Linked DNA regions of Gossypium arboreum: region 2 is linked to region 1. Evidence: chromatin contacts called from public Hi-C data. All regions are on one chromosome and are shown on one strand. Each heading gives the region's core, a stretch centred on a gene start, on an enhancer-like site or on the middle of the called end of the contact. The rest is flanking DNA. Distances are from core to core; before and after follow the strand shown. Region 1 holds the start of LOC108452432 (probable glutathione S-transferase parA). Region 2 holds the start of LOC108452836 (probable glutathione S-transferase).

The links. Hi-C and Micro-C count contacts between places; a contact is called where the count stands out from the background.
Region 2: a Hi-C map of leaf shows a contact between it and region 1, with 2.1 times the contacts expected there. The contact joins the promoter of LOC108452836 here to the promoter of LOC108452432 in region 1. A contact is called at or near these places in 3 of 5 Hi-C or Micro-C datasets (all in leaf).

Annotation. Positions count from the first base shown.
Region 1 is chr5:78,834,708-78,838,196 of ASM2569848v2, forward strand. LOC108452432 (probable glutathione S-transferase parA) reads right to left here and starts at 1,748. Exons shown (of 1, transcript XM_053028764.1): 1 at 461-1,748. The coding sequence starts at 972. The coding sequence ends at 595.
Region 2 is chr5:78,982,839-78,986,327 of ASM2569848v2, forward strand. It overlaps LOC108452836 (probable glutathione S-transferase), which reads right to left and starts at 1,705. Exons shown (of 2, transcript XM_017750618.2): 1 at 1,388-1,705; 2 at 373-980. The coding sequence starts at 1,705. The coding sequence ends at 636. It overlaps LOC108453280 (ubiquitin carboxyl-terminal hydrolase 25-like), which reads right to left. Exons shown (of 6, transcript XM_053028013.1): 6 at 1,598-1,766. The coding sequence ends at 1,727. LOC108452838 (a long non-coding RNA gene) reads left to right here and starts at 2,387. Exons shown (of 4, transcript XR_001866458.2): 1 at 2,387-2,574; 2 at 2,756-3,199; 3 at 3,282-3,489.

The sequences.
Region 1 (3,489 bases), core at 498-2,997:
TACTAAAAATAGTAAAGAAATATCAATCACCCCCTCTTCCTTGACTGACCATGCTTGGTGCAAGTTTAGCTTGGGACTAAAAATAAAAAGGAATGAAAAGAGGAGGGATTTGAATGGAATTAAGGAAAACTTAAAGGGCTATTTTGTAATAAATAAAATCAGCTAAAAAAGCTAATTGGGTCAGCTATAAGGATGGTTTTGGGCTGCCAAATTACTTGGTGGATTAATCCTCTTTATTTAACACAACTGGGCCTATTTTCTTTTTTAAGCTTATAATTGATTTTTAACCCAATTTATATTGGATAAAAATTAAGTATAAAATTTGTTCAATAACTATATGCCAAATTAGCCATACTCTTAATTCACTTGATGTAAAAATTTTCCCAATGGTTCAAGCTTCTCATGGTGTATGCCGAGCCGATTTTCACCATTTGTGCAAAATTGTTGAAAATAAATCAAATTTGTGTAAATTCATTATTTTATCATTAAAGTAAGAATTTCGACAAAAAAATACTGTGAAATTGCATGAATTAGAGCTCAAAAGGTGTTGAAAAAGTATATTTAATTTTGTGTTTCAGTTGTAAGCACAATATTTTACTCAATTCTGAACACTTTCTTCAAATGCAAAACAAGGCCATAGATTTTGTCTTGATCAGGCAGAGACTTGGAAACACTGCTTTTCTCCATGCACCTTTTAGCCCATGCAATTAACTTGGGGCACTCTGTATCAATGCTAAAATTCCTACACTTTTCATAGGCATAAAACCAGCTGTAAAATGGAACCAACACAACATCAATGTAACCAAGATTCTCCCCACCAAAATAAGCCTTGTTTCCAAGCCCTCCTTCCAACAATTTCAGGCACCCAATGAACTCTTTCTTTGCCGATTCTTGTTCTTCTCCCTTTGTCGCCCAGACTTTCATACTCTCTAAACCATATATTTGCATTTCATCCACCATTAATTTATCCATACAACACAAAATATAATGATTTCAATCAAATAATACTAAATTATGAAAACTAAGAAACTTGTATTTCTTTTAAATCAATTCGTAAAAAGAGATTGAAGCTAGACCTAGATTAGCAACCTACATAACTTTTAAGCTTAATCTCTTAGAGTTAAAAATCTTGGTCTCCTAGGCTACTTGGATTAGAATATAAAACATAAATAGTTTGTGGTTTATTAATCTTATTATCCAAATTACCTAAAAAGGAAAGAAAATCCACCTGTACAAGCAATGCTTAAGCTCAAAAATTCAAAGGTAGTAAGGCCAAAGAAACCCATAAAAATGAAAAGAAAGAGAAGAGAGAACCTTCTTGTCAACAAAATCACCTCAGAACCTATCGATGACTCTTTGGTAAGGATCAGTAGGGAGTAAGGGAGATTTATGCGGCCAAATCTCATCAATATACTAAACCTAATTGAGGGACTCACAAACATGTTTACCATTGTGGATAAGAACAGGGATTTTCTTATGAATACGGTTCGTCTTCAGAAGCAAATCACTTTTGTTCCGCAAATCTTCTTCCTTGTTCTCGTATTTTATCCCTTTTTCCGCTAAGGCAATCCTCACTCTCATCCCAAAGGGACTTGGGAAGAAATCCAACAATACTACCTCTTCATCTCCCATTTTTTCAAACTCAAAACAAATTCAAAATGATTTGAACTCTATTTTTTTTAAGTTCTAATGTCTGAAACTAAAACGGTTTTGCAATTGTATTTGTAGACAAAGAGTTTAGAGTTAGTGGGGTCATCTTCTTATGACTTTCTTGACATACAAATAAATTATTCTGAAAATTAACCAAAAAAATATGTCAAAAAGTCTAAATCATTTTTAAATACGCAAAAAGTAATTAAAAATATATAATTTAAAAAATAATTTCAATTGCCCCAATTATTATATTAAAAATAAGAGTTAAATATAAAATTGGTACTTGAACTTGTCTAGTTCTCCTAAATTGATATCTATAGTTTTTTTATCCGAAATTGGTACCTGAACTTTTTGTTTGTCAGTCAGTTTGATACTTTTTCTTAACATCGTTAAGTTTGGGTCAAGTGTCAGAATAAAGTTGTGACACGTGTCATGATGATTTCATAATCTAGAAAATATATTAAAAATCAATAAAAATATTTTTAAAAATTATTTCCATTTTCTTTTCATTTTTTCTTATTTGCTCCTTTTTCCGGTATTCCTTTTTTCTTCCTTCTTCCTCTAGTCACTTTGCCTTTTTCTTTTTTGGGTTCATTCAACATTTCTGGGTTCTTTTGGAAAGAAGTTTAATGTTTAATGTTTAATGTTTCTAGCATTGCCCTTTGAAGTTTGAAAGGAACTAGATGGTCTATGGCTATTGATCAATTTCCCATCTGATTCTGATTTCATTTATGTAACACCTCTTACCCGTATCCGACATCAGAGTAGGGTTTGAGGCATTACCGGACCAAAACATAAACATTCTTACAAAATCAGGCCATAAAATTTCATTTAATTCAAACCATTTATACACAAGCATATTGCCCCTCATACGGGCTCATGGGGCCCAAAACATACATTGAGAACGAATTGGGACTAAAAGAGAACTCTCAGAACTTTCATAACACTTAGAAAATTTTTCATCAAAACAGGGGTCACACGCCCATATGGGTAGGGCGTGTGGTCACACACGTCCGTATCCTCAGCCCGTGTAACTCTCTGTTTATGATGTCATCAACAAACTAGGGTCACATGACCAAGTCACATGCCCGTGTGCTTAGGCCGTGTGGCGAATTAAATTCCAAAAATCAGGTGCAGACTTCACATGGCCTAGGCACACACCCATGTCCTTAGGTCGTGTCCTTCACACGGCTGAGACACACGGTTGTGTCTCTGCTCGTGTGTTTACTACTGGGCATTCTTCTTTGCAAGAATTAGGGTGCAGGGGACACACGGCCGAAACAGATGCCCATGGGGCAGACCATGTATCACACGTAGCCTAGACACATGCTCGTGTGTCTGCCCTGTGGACAACTTTGAGGATATTTTCCAAGCCTTTTGTCACCCATAATAACACATACACACTTATTCATATCAATGACAACTTACATGACATAGATGAGAACTTACACATTCACAACCATGGCTCATGCATATCAACTTCTTATCAATTAGTACTTGTTAAGACTCTATATATTTTTTTAAACTAAGCTTACTAAATCACATGTAATATACATAACATGTAACACCCCTAATCCGTATCCATCGACGGAACGGGGTTACGAGGCATTACGAAAAATATACAACTTTCATACATTCACACAATCACTCAGATCATATTCAATGTTATACATTTGTAACTTCAATTTAACAACTCTTGAATCATTAATACACAAAAGCATACAACAATTTTATTAAATTCATATATAACCATTTTTGTTATCTTATAGCATGAATTACTATTCATTTGGTCAATTTCCAATCCAATAACCGAATATTAAAACATGCTAAATACAT
Region 2 (3,489 bases), core at 455-2,954, 150 kb after region 1:
TGCGATCCAACCTAATTTAATTTTACTATTTCCTAAAATAGAATTTAATATTTATATATAAAAATAATTTTTTATCCCTCTTTTATCCTCAGCAAAAAATAAGAGGGAGTGACATGGATAAAACTTAAGAAACTAAGGAATAATGAAATGATGCTTACCGACTGGGTTGTTGCCCATACTTAGTTATTTTCTACGACATTTAATATATATTTTAGGTGGCCTTAGTTCTTTGGTTGCTGAAATAAAACAGAAAAGAAATGAAAAAGGTGGGGCCTGAACATAACATCTTTTACAAATTACTCTAGTTAAGTAATCTTCAAGTCTAAGTCATTAAAATTAAATTTCTAATCCTATGAATTTTGGGGGCTACACTTTCTTAAAAAAAAGGAAAAAAAAATCTCCATTGAGTGCAGTATTAGCCACAACTTTTTGGTAATCCAAAATTGGACAACCAAGTTTGACAATGACATTAGAGGAAAAAAACAACACAAAAAAAAAACATAAAAATTATAATTAATTCCACTCCTTAAAACAAAACAAAATTCAAATCAACATTCAAGGCACAACGAAGTGCCCATTTATTTAAGAAACATAGATATTAGGCGAGTCTTGAAATGTATTGTAAGCACAATATTTTACTCAATTCCGAACACTTTCTTCAAATGCAAAACAAAGTCATAGATTTTGTCTTGATCAGGCAGGGACTTGGAAACAGTGTCTTTCTCCATGCACCTTTTAGCCCATGCAATCAACTTGGGGCACTCTGTTTCAATGCTAAAATTCCCACACTTTTCATAGGCATAAAACCAACTGTAAAATGGAACCAACACAACATCAACGTAACCAAGATTCTCCCCACCAAAATAAGCCTTATTTCCAAGCTCTCCTTCCAACAATTTCAGGCACTCAATGAACTCTTTCTTTGCTGCTTCTTGTTCTTCTCCCTTTGTGGTCCATAATTTCCTTCCTAGATCATATATCTGCATTTCATTGACCATTAATTTATCCATACAAGATAAATTTAAATGATTTCAATCATATAATACTAAATTATGAAAAATAAGAATTTAAAAAAAAAAACTAATTCGCAAAAGATATTGAAGCTAAACCTAGATTAGTAGCCTAGGTAAACCATTTAGTTTAGTCTCTTAAGAGACACCTACTAGAGTTCAAAAGCTTGGTCTCCAAGCCTACTTGGGGTTCGAATATAAAATATCAGAACAACATATCTTCTTATTATCAAAATTACCCAAAAAGGAAAGCAAGTAAAACACAAGAAAATTCTAACCGAACCAAATCAACCTATGCAAGCAGTGCTTAAGCTCAAAAGTTCAAAGGCAGTAAGGCAAACCAAAAACTCATAAAAATGAAATGGATAAGAGAGAACCTTGTTGTCAACAAAATCACCCCAAAACCTAGCGATGGCTCTTTGGTAAGGATCAGTAGGGAGTAGGGGAGATTTATGCGGCCAAATCTCATCAATGTATTGAACCTGAATGAGGGACTCACAAACAGGTTTTCCATTATAGATTAGAACAGGGATTTTCTTATGAACAGGGTTCATCTTCAGAAGCAAATCACTCTTGTTCCTCAAATCTTCTTCCTTGTACTCGTATTTTATCTCTTTCTCCGCCAGAGCAATCCTCACTCTCATCCCAAAAGGACTTGGCCAGAAATCCAACAATACTACATCTTCATCACCCATTTTTTCAATCTCAAAACAAATTCAAAATGATTTGAACTCTTTTTTCTTAGGTTCTAATGTCAGAAACTGAAGGGTTTTGCCATAGTATTTATAGATGAAAAGTTTAATGTTAGTGGGGTCGTCTCCTGTGACTTTCCTCACTACAAATAAATTATTCTTAAAAATAAAAGATATATATCTCAAAAAGTCTGAAGCATTTTTAAATACACAATAATTTACACAATAAAATCCATGCGGTCCCTGTTATTATATGAAAAATAATATTAAATTACTTGAGAGGGACATCTATTATAAATATAATTTTGCAATAATTTAGTGAAAGGATAAAATTATAAATGAGAATAATGTTAAATATAAGAAAATTCAAAATAAAGTGAGATAAAATTTGAGAGATTATTTCTTTAAAATTTTATTTTATTTTTATATCATTGTAACATACTATTTATATTATTTAATTTTTTTATAAATAGACTGGATTTATAAAAATTTGAACTAAAAAAAGCCTGCCTCTCACTTGGACTTGGGTTCAAGGAACAGGCCTCAAAAAACATAGAAAGTAATAGAAGTAAAACAGGCATAGAAAACCATACTCCTAACTAGCCTCCAACAAAGATGACCCAAAAATAAAATTGAAAAAGGAAACCTACCTTAGATATTTCTAATCGATAAGAAAACAGCTGGATCCCATTAATGGCTTGTCTTTTCATTGAAACGTCATAGTTCTTGAACGTAGAACCCTTCAAATCTCATAAAATCTTCTAGGCTTTTGCTACACGTTTCCAAATGACCATTTTTTTTCATCAGTCTGGAGCCCCTGGCTGTATCCTTTCCATCGCTCGTCGAACATGCTCTAGAACACCTCCCTCCAGGTAATGACCTTCATTTACTTTCAGCGCTTCCTTTGCAATCACATGAGCAAAGATGTTTCCTGTCTTTGGGATGTGGTGAAAGTTTAGTTTTTGAAAGAAATGCTTCATATCTTGAATATCTCTTATTATTGCTCCAATAATCGATTTATCTTTGTCTGTACTCTGAATTTTTTTATAACAGTTCTTGAATCTCCAGTTATTTCGCATACACTAAGACCCATTAATATCCCTAACCTTATTGCTTGTACTCCCGCATGCGCTTCCACTGCAAACGATGAAGCAACATTAGAGTAGATGACCGATTTCGATGCCAAAATATCCCCTCGCATGTCTCGAACTATCAGCCCCGAGGCAGATCAGGAAAATTGTTGGTCAAAAGCCACATTGAAAGAAATGACTACGCTCGTCCTTCGATCTTCATGACTAAAAACCATTTCTGTATCAGAGATAAGTAGTTTCTCTTCTAATCCTTGCAACTTTGATATATAACTGATTATTGTCTTGAGATCTCTCACTTGTTCTGTTTTTACTTTCATATAACAACTGGTTCCTGTTTGACCAGATAGGCCAAAGCCTACGGCAAAATAATCTACACTGTTCATTTGTTCCCCGATTGAAAACCCAGGTAAACCATTCCCAAACACTCTGAATATTATTATTAAGCACCCAGGAGAAATTTAAATATCTCCAAACTTCTTCCATTGTAGGACACATTTGGAAAAAATGATTACTATCCTCCTCAAGCTGCCGACATCTGGTACACCAACTTCATTCATAACTCTCTTCAGTTTAAGATTAGCAAACGTAAGATTATAATTCCAGGAAATTTTCCAGATTGTAACTTTAATTTTCAAAAGGATGTGTAAATTTCATAATTTTCTGTAGAAAGCTTCATTTTCAGCCTGTATAATATTA